Regions from separate parts of the Macaca mulatta genome. Here region 2 is linked to region 1. A link is a contact called in public Hi-C data. All regions are on one chromosome and are shown on one strand. Each heading gives the region's core, a stretch centred on a gene start, on an enhancer-like site or on the middle of the called end of the contact. The rest is flanking DNA. Distances are from core to core; before and after follow the strand shown.

Region 1 (3,582 bases), core at 923-3,422:
TGAACTCCCGACCTCAGGTGATCCTCCAGCCTCGGCCTCCCAAAGTGCTGAGATTACAGGCATGAGCCACCGCGTCCACCCTATTGTATTTGTTTTGCAAGGCGGTTATCCCTAGCTGAGATTTATCTTCATCATTGATGTTTTCTCTTGTCTGTCTTCCTCTACTAGAAGACAAGCTCCATAATACCAGCAGGGGTCGTGTCTGTTTTCATTATTAACTCCTAGATCGGAGTACATGTTCAATAAATGTTTGATGAAGGAACAGCTTAGGTGTGTGAGTGTACCAGTATTACCTTATTCATTCAGCATAAGTATCAGAATTATTATTATCAGTATTAGTATTTTGTCAGTATTATTATACTCTTGACATAGACTAAGATACTGGAGCCCAGGTGGGTGAAATAATTGGCTCAAAGTCACTGAGCCAGGAAATGATGGCGCTGGGATTCTTAACTTCTGTCTCCTCCTCCCCGCCTTCCAGAGTTTCACGCATTTCTTTTTTTTTTTTTTTTTTTTTTTTTTTTTTGAGACGGAGTCTTGCTCTGTCGCCCAGGCTGGAGTGCAGTGGCCGGATCTCAGCTCACTGCAAGCTCCGCCTCCCGGGTTCACGCCATTCTCCTGCCTCAGCCTCCCGAGTAGCTGGGACTACAGGCGTGCGCCACATCGCCCGGCTAGTTTTTTGTTATTTTTTAGTAGAGACGGGGTTTCACCATGTTAGCCAGGATGGTCTCGATCTCCTGACCTCGTGATCCACCCGTCTCGGCCTCCCAAAGTGCTGGGATTACAGGCTTGAGCCACCGCGCCCGGCCTTTTTTTTTTTTTTTTTTTTTTGCCACAGAGTCTCACTTTGTCACCCAGGCTGGAGGGCAGTGGTGCAAACTCAGCTCACTGCAGCCTCCACCTCTCGCGTTCAAGCGATTCTTGTGGCTCAGCCTCCCGAGTAGCTGGGATTACAGTCGCCCGCCACCACGCCCGGCTCATTTTTGTATTTTTGATAGAGACGGGTTTCCACCATGTTGGCCAGGCTGGTCTCGAGCTCCTGACCTCAGATGATCTGCCCGTCTCGGCCTCCCAAAAGTGCTGGGATTACAGGCGTGAGCCACATTGTCCTGCCGAGTTTCACAAACTTCATCTCCCATCCTCTAACCCCCACCACGGGGCCAACTTCATCAGCCCAATCTCAATGCATGCCACAGAAATCTGGCCTCCTTTCCCAGACTCCTATCCAGCCCCAGGCTCCATCAGGGAAAGCAGACATCCGGTCCCAAGACAAGACCTCAAAACCCAAGGGTCCTGAGAATCGGGCCCTCCCACCCGTGACGCTTGCCCCTCCCCAGAGCCCCATTCCAAGAGTTTCTCCTCTCAACTCTGGGAGGGAGCCCCAGATGATGTCTGTCTGAGGGGATTGGGTGGGGGCCCAAAGAAAGAGGAACCGGAGTGCCTGGGCCCTCCCACTGGCGGCGGACCTCAGCTGGGCGCGGTGAGAGTGGGTTTATAAAAGGGTCAGTATATATTGCGAGGAGGAGAGAAAGAGAAACGGGAGCAAGAGAGAAGGCGGCCCAGACAGTGAGGGCAGGAGGAAGAGAGGAGAGGCAGAAGGAGAGAGAGCGAGAGAGAAAGGGTTCCGGATTGGAGGGGAGAGCAAGGGAGGAAGGCGGTGAGAGAGGCGGGGGCCTCCGGAGGGTGAAAGGAGGGAGGAGAAGGGCGGGGCACGGAGGCCCGAGCGAGGGACGAGACCGACTCCAGCTCTGACTTTTTCGCGGCTCTCGGTAAGTTTCCAGTCCGTTATTCAGGGCTGGGACTTCTTAATTTACTTGGGAATGTAGCAGTTTGGGAAGGACACCCCCAGGCTGGGAGAGACGCCCCTTACTCTTGGAAATCCTTGTCATTTAATAAGTGATCTCTTAGCACTTGAGGTGGGGATATGGGAAGGGGTGGGGCCCAGCAAAGTTTTGGGGTCCCAGCAGAGCCCTCCACCGAAAACTTCCTGCAGTTTTTTCCTCAGCGGTGTCCACTGTCCTCTGAGGGCCCTGAGATCAGGGCATTGCATGAGAACACCCCAAATCTGGGAGACCTCTAGGTCCCCTGTTCCTGGGCACCAAAGGGTCCTGGGAGGCTAACTCCTTCTCAGGCCTCTCTTCCCCGCAAGGCGAATCCCATCCATTTCCTCCAGAAGATGTCCAGCAATCACCAGTCTGGCAGCAGGGTGGGGTGAGGACCTCGTGGACATAGCCACAGGCTGGGGTTTCCCTGGTGCTTAGAGATGGGGGGGAGCAGGAATGAGTCACCAGATGACTCACCAGGTCCCCCTCCTCCCCTCACCCCAGGAGAGGAGTGGTGTGAGTCAAGGATGCCTGTCGCTGGGGACAGCTCCTCCATCCTGATACATCAGGGTTTGGGGCGGGGGTCTCAACTTGAATTTTCACCATCTGGCCTGTATGTAACCCAGAGACAGGGTTCTGGGGAGAAAGGAGCCACATTGTGAGTCCTCCTCATTCAAGGACCCCAAGAATCCACCTCTGGCCCTCTCCACCCCTCCAGCCAATGGGGAACTCAGGAATCCAGGCCCCAGCGGCCTCCTCCCTGAGAGACCCAGGAGTCTGCACCCAAGCCCTTCCTCCATCAGGAGACATCTCACCTGCCTTTGTGCCTTTTTTTTTTTTTTTTTTTTTTTTGAGACAGAGTCTTGTTCTGTCACCCAGGCTGGAGTGCAATGGCATGATCTCGGCTCATTGCAACCTTCGCCTCCCGGATTCCAGTGACTCTCCTGTCTCAGCCTCCTGAGTAGCTGGGATTACAGGCGTGCACCACCACACCCAGCTCATTTTGTATTTTTAGTAGAGATGGGGTTTCACCATGTTGGCCAGGCTGGTCTCGATCTCCTGACCTCAAGTGATCCGCCTGCCTCGGCCTCCCAAAGTGCTGGGATTATAGGCGTGAGCCACTGTGCCTGGGCTGTGCCAACCTCTTGAGACTCCGTCCCCTGCTCCCCCTCCCCAGGCTTCCACCGCAGCCATGTCACTCCTCTTGCTGGTGGTCTCAGCCCTTCACATCCTCATTCTCATCCTGCTTTTTGTGGCCACTTTGGACAAGGTAAGCCTATTTGGAGCTCAGGGCCCTTCTGCTCCCCTTTGGAATCTTGCCATGCCCCTCCTCTAAAGGCACTCTGGCCCCGCCCCTTTACCTAGTATTTATTTTATATTTTATTTTATTTATTTTTTTTTTTTAATTTTTTTTGAGACGGAGTCTGGCTCTGTCGCCCAGGCTGGAGTGCAGTGGCCGGATCTCAGCTCACTGCAAGCTCTGCCTCCCGGGTTTACGCCATTCTCTTGCCTCAGCCTCCTGAGTAGCTGGGACTACAGACGCCCGCCACCTCGCCCGGCTAGTTTTTTGTATTTTTTTTAGTAGAGACGGGGTTTCACCGTGTTAGCCAGGATGGTCTCGATCTCCTGACCTTGTGATCCGCCCATCTCGGCCTCCCAAAGTGCTGCGATTACAGGCTTGAGCCACCGTGCCCGGCCTTTATTTTATTTATTTTGAGACAGGGTCTCACTCTGTCCCCCAGGCTGGAGTGCAGTGGTG
Region 2 (3,672 bases), core at 19-2,518, 150 kb after region 1:
TGCCAGATCACTCCAGGCTGGGCAAAAGAGCAAAATTCAGTCTCAAAAAAAAAAAAAAAAAAAAAAAAAAAAGAAGGGCCATAGTATGAGAGGACAAGGGGGGACGTGAGGGGAGCCAGGGAGGAAGAAAAGGCTTCTGAGATGGGAGAAGGAATCAGAGAGGTGGGAGGACGCTGAGGAAAGGGGAGTTGTCTTAGCGGGAGGATGCTTGGGGAAGGGAGGAATCTTAGGAGGATGCTAAGCTAAGGGGAGAAGTTTGGAGAAATGAGGGAGGAGTCTGAGCGGCAGAAGGTACCAGGAAGGCTGAGCCTGTGCTTTCACGAAATTTGATCTTCCCCTCTTCCATTCTCCATGACCGATACCAGATAGCATAGCATTTAGAAAAAAGAGTAAATCTTGGCCAGGCGCGAAGGCTCACGCCTGTAATCCCAACACTTTGGGAGGTCAAGGTGGGTGAATCACTTTAGGTTAGGAATTTGAAACCAGCCTGGCCAACATGGTGAAACCCCGTCTCCATTAAAAATACAAAAATTAGCTGGGCGTGATGGTGCATGCCTGTAATCCCAGCTACTCGGGAGGTTGAGGCAGGAGAATCGCTTGAACCCGGAGGCGGAGGTTGCAGTGAACCGAGATCGCGCAACTGCACTCCAGCTTGGGCGACAGAGCAAGACTCTGTCTCAAAAAAAAAGAAAAAGAAAAAACCTTCCGAAGAAGTCTTTCGTTTCACCACTCCACGACTCCGAAGAGGCTGAGGGGGGTGGGGAGGGCATAGATGGTCGTAAGGAAAGGGTTTGGAGGTAAGAAGGGACTGAGAGGGGAAATACACGGAGAAGAAAAGCAAATAAAAAGGAGGCCGAAGGCTGCTCCCGGTTGCATGGCAACCTCTGCAGTCAGAAGCCAGCATGGCCTGCTAGGAGGTGTGGCTTACGGAAACAAGCCAGTTCTAGCCCCGCCTCCTGGCAACAAGATTAACCAAGTACCGCCCCCTAGCAACGGATTATTGGAGGCGGGGTTCGGTTTACCTAGTCTCCAAATGTCCAGGGCCTTTGAGCAGGCGCAGAGATGTCTGTACCGCGTAGGTCCGCCTCCGCGCAACACCTTTCTGGGGCTTCCCATTGGAGAGCAAGCCTGTCAAGTGCTTTCTGTTGTTTCGGAGGCGGGGCCTGCTGCCCTGCCTGCACTTCGATTGGCCCCGCGGGCCGTCTACCTCTGGCCGGACATACCGACATCAGCTTTTTGTACGACTGTTGGCCCTGGAAGACGATCCTTTGGTGGCGAGGGCGGGGAGGACTAAAGCGCCCACTGTGGATTGGACGGTGTCAAAAAGAGGGGCGGTCCCTACTGAAGGGGCGGTTGGGCGACCAAGGGAGAGTCTTTTCAGCGCTGAGGTCTGGCGCTGAGGAGGCGGCGGTGGCTCCCGGGGCGTTTGAGCGGGCTCACCCGAGCCCGCGGGCCAACGCGGATCCAGGCCCGACCGGCGGGACCGCCCCGGACTCCCCGCGGGCCTTCCTAGCCGCCATGGAGGACGGCGTCTATGGTAGGTCGGGGAGGGGCGGGGTCGGCTGGGAGCTGCTGGAGCGTTTTCTCCTGAACGTTCCGCCGCGAACGTTTCCCCCTGGAGGGCGCAGCCCAGAAGCTTTCGGCCCAGTAGTAGACTTGTCGCGCCGCTTTTGTGGGGCGCTGGACGGGCTTCCGGCGGGGCCCGAAAGCGGGGCGTTCCAGGCCATTGTTTGGGCTGATCCTGTTTCCGGTGGCGGCGGGAGGGGCGGGATGGAGCGGTGGAGGCGAGGCCGGGGCGGAACCATTCCCGCTGGAGGGGCGGGCAAGCCCAGCGTCTGCCGGGGCCGGGGAGGGGCGCTCGGGTTGCGGGGAGGGGAGAAATCTTGGGGGGCGGGGGCCTTCGATGTCCCGCCCCGTCTTCCCAACTCTCCCGAGCTGTCATCAGCTCCCGCGGCCGTAGTGACTGTTCATGGACCCAGGAGTCCGGATAACCAGGTCCCCAGCTACCTCGCCAGTAATGGAGTCAGAAAACCAAGGCCTCAGTCCCCTTCCAAGTAATGGACCTAGAAGCTCAGGCCCCCAACCCTTTCTTCCCTCACACCTAAGAGCTCAGGCACCTATTCCCCTTCTCCTTCAGACTCTGGAATCCGGGCCCCAAGTCCCCTCCTCCCCCCAGGACTCAAGAGTTTAGAGCCCCGGCCCTTCTCTGCACGGAGGAATCCAGGCCCCCAGCGCAGTCTTCTGTGCAGACATGGAAGGCCCTTATGCATCCTCTCCCAGCTCTGTCCGCCCCCAGATTGCAGGAATTCAGGCTCATGGTCCCCAGCACTGACTTTTAAACCGTGACCCCGACCCCTAGAACCCCCAGACCTGACTCCGGAGGAGCGGATGGAGCTGGAGAACATCCGGCGGCGGAAGCAGGAGCTGCTGGTGGAGATTCAGCGCCTGCGGGAGGAGCTCAGTGAAGCCATGAGCGAGGTGGAGGGGCTGGAGGCCAATGAGGGCAGGTGAGGGCTGGGGCGGGTGACCTGGGGGGCGTGGGGTTGACTGAGGCCAGGAATGCCCAGGCATTGACCCCCCATCCCCCACCCTGCTCTCTGCTCCTGCAGTAAGACCTTGCAGCGGAACCGGAAGATGGCAATGGGCAGGAAGAAGTTCAACATGGACCCCAAGAAGGTGCTTGGGGCCACAGGACTGGGATCCGCTGGGCAAACATCCGGGCAGGGGCTTCTGGCACCTCCGGGTTCCAGAAGCGTGATGGTTCCGGGTCTATTCTAGGTGGACAGACTTGGTCCTAATCCCTGGATTCAGATACTGGCTGTCCATTTGTTCTCTGAACACTGACCAAGTGTTCCAGGCCTCCTGACGCTTATGTTTCGTCCCCTGCCCTGAAGGTTGTCTTCCACTTTCTACTTGTGTGGGCGCACTTCTAGTCCCAAGATGAGCTCGAGTCTTGTAGGGCTGTAGACAAAGTGATATGCACAAAGGAGAGTTGACCTCCCTCCTGCAAAGGTGCCATGACAGAGGGAGGTATCAGGGTAGTAGATTTCTGGAGGAGGCAGGCTGGTGGAGTCAGGGAGGGCTTCCTTGAGGAGGAGACATTCAGGTCGGGTTTGAAGGATGAGTAGGTGTTCACTAGGTGGAGGAATGGCTTTTGTTCACTTACTTTTTTTTTTTTTTTTTGTGAGACAGAGTCTTGCTCTGTCACCCAGACTGGAGTGCAGTGATGTGATCTCGGCTCATTGTAACCTCCCCATCCCATGTTCAAGCGATTCTCCTGCCTCAGCCTCCCAAGTAGCTGGGCTTACAGACTCCCGCCACCATGCCCAACTAATTTATGTATTTTTAGTAAAGATGGGGTTTCACCATGTTGGCCAGGCTGATTTCAAACTCCTGACCTCAGATGATCTGCCCACCTCAGCCTCCCAAAGTGCTGGGATTACAGGCATGAGCCACCATGTCCGGCCTGTTCACATACTCATTTAACACCCGTTCTTTTTTTTTTTTTTTTTTTTTGAGACAGAGTCTCACTCTGTCGCCCAGGCTGAAGTGCCATGGAGCAATCTCAGCTCACTGCAAGCTCTGCCTTTTGGGTTCACGCCATTCTCCTGCCTCAGCCTCCTGAGTAGCTGGGACTATAGGCGCCCGCCGCCACGCCTGGCTAATTTTTTG

The links. Hi-C and Micro-C count contacts between places; a contact is called where the count stands out from the background.
Region 2: a Hi-C map of CD4 T cells shows a contact between it and region 1, with 3 times the contacts expected there. The contact joins the promoter of CYTH2 here to the promoter of EMP3 in region 1. A contact is called at or near these places in 2 of 14 Hi-C or Micro-C datasets (CD4 T cells and cortical neurons).

The regions. Positions count from the first base shown.
Region 1 is chr19:60,782,588-60,786,169 of T2T-MMU8v2.0, forward strand. It overlaps EMP3 (epithelial membrane protein 3), which reads left to right and starts at 2,173. Exons shown (of 5, transcript NM_001194829.1): 1 at 2,173-2,211; 2 at 3,001-3,093. The coding sequence starts at 3,016.
Region 2 is chr19:60,929,819-60,933,490 of T2T-MMU8v2.0, forward strand. It overlaps CYTH2 (cytohesin 2), which reads left to right and starts at 1,269. Exons shown (of 12, transcript NM_001260891.1): 1 at 1,269-1,537; 2 at 2,360-2,507; 3 at 2,610-2,676. The coding sequence starts at 1,519. It overlaps LOC106994812 (a long non-coding RNA gene), which reads right to left and starts at 1,752. Exons shown (of 2, transcript XR_013410045.1): 1 at 1,023-1,752.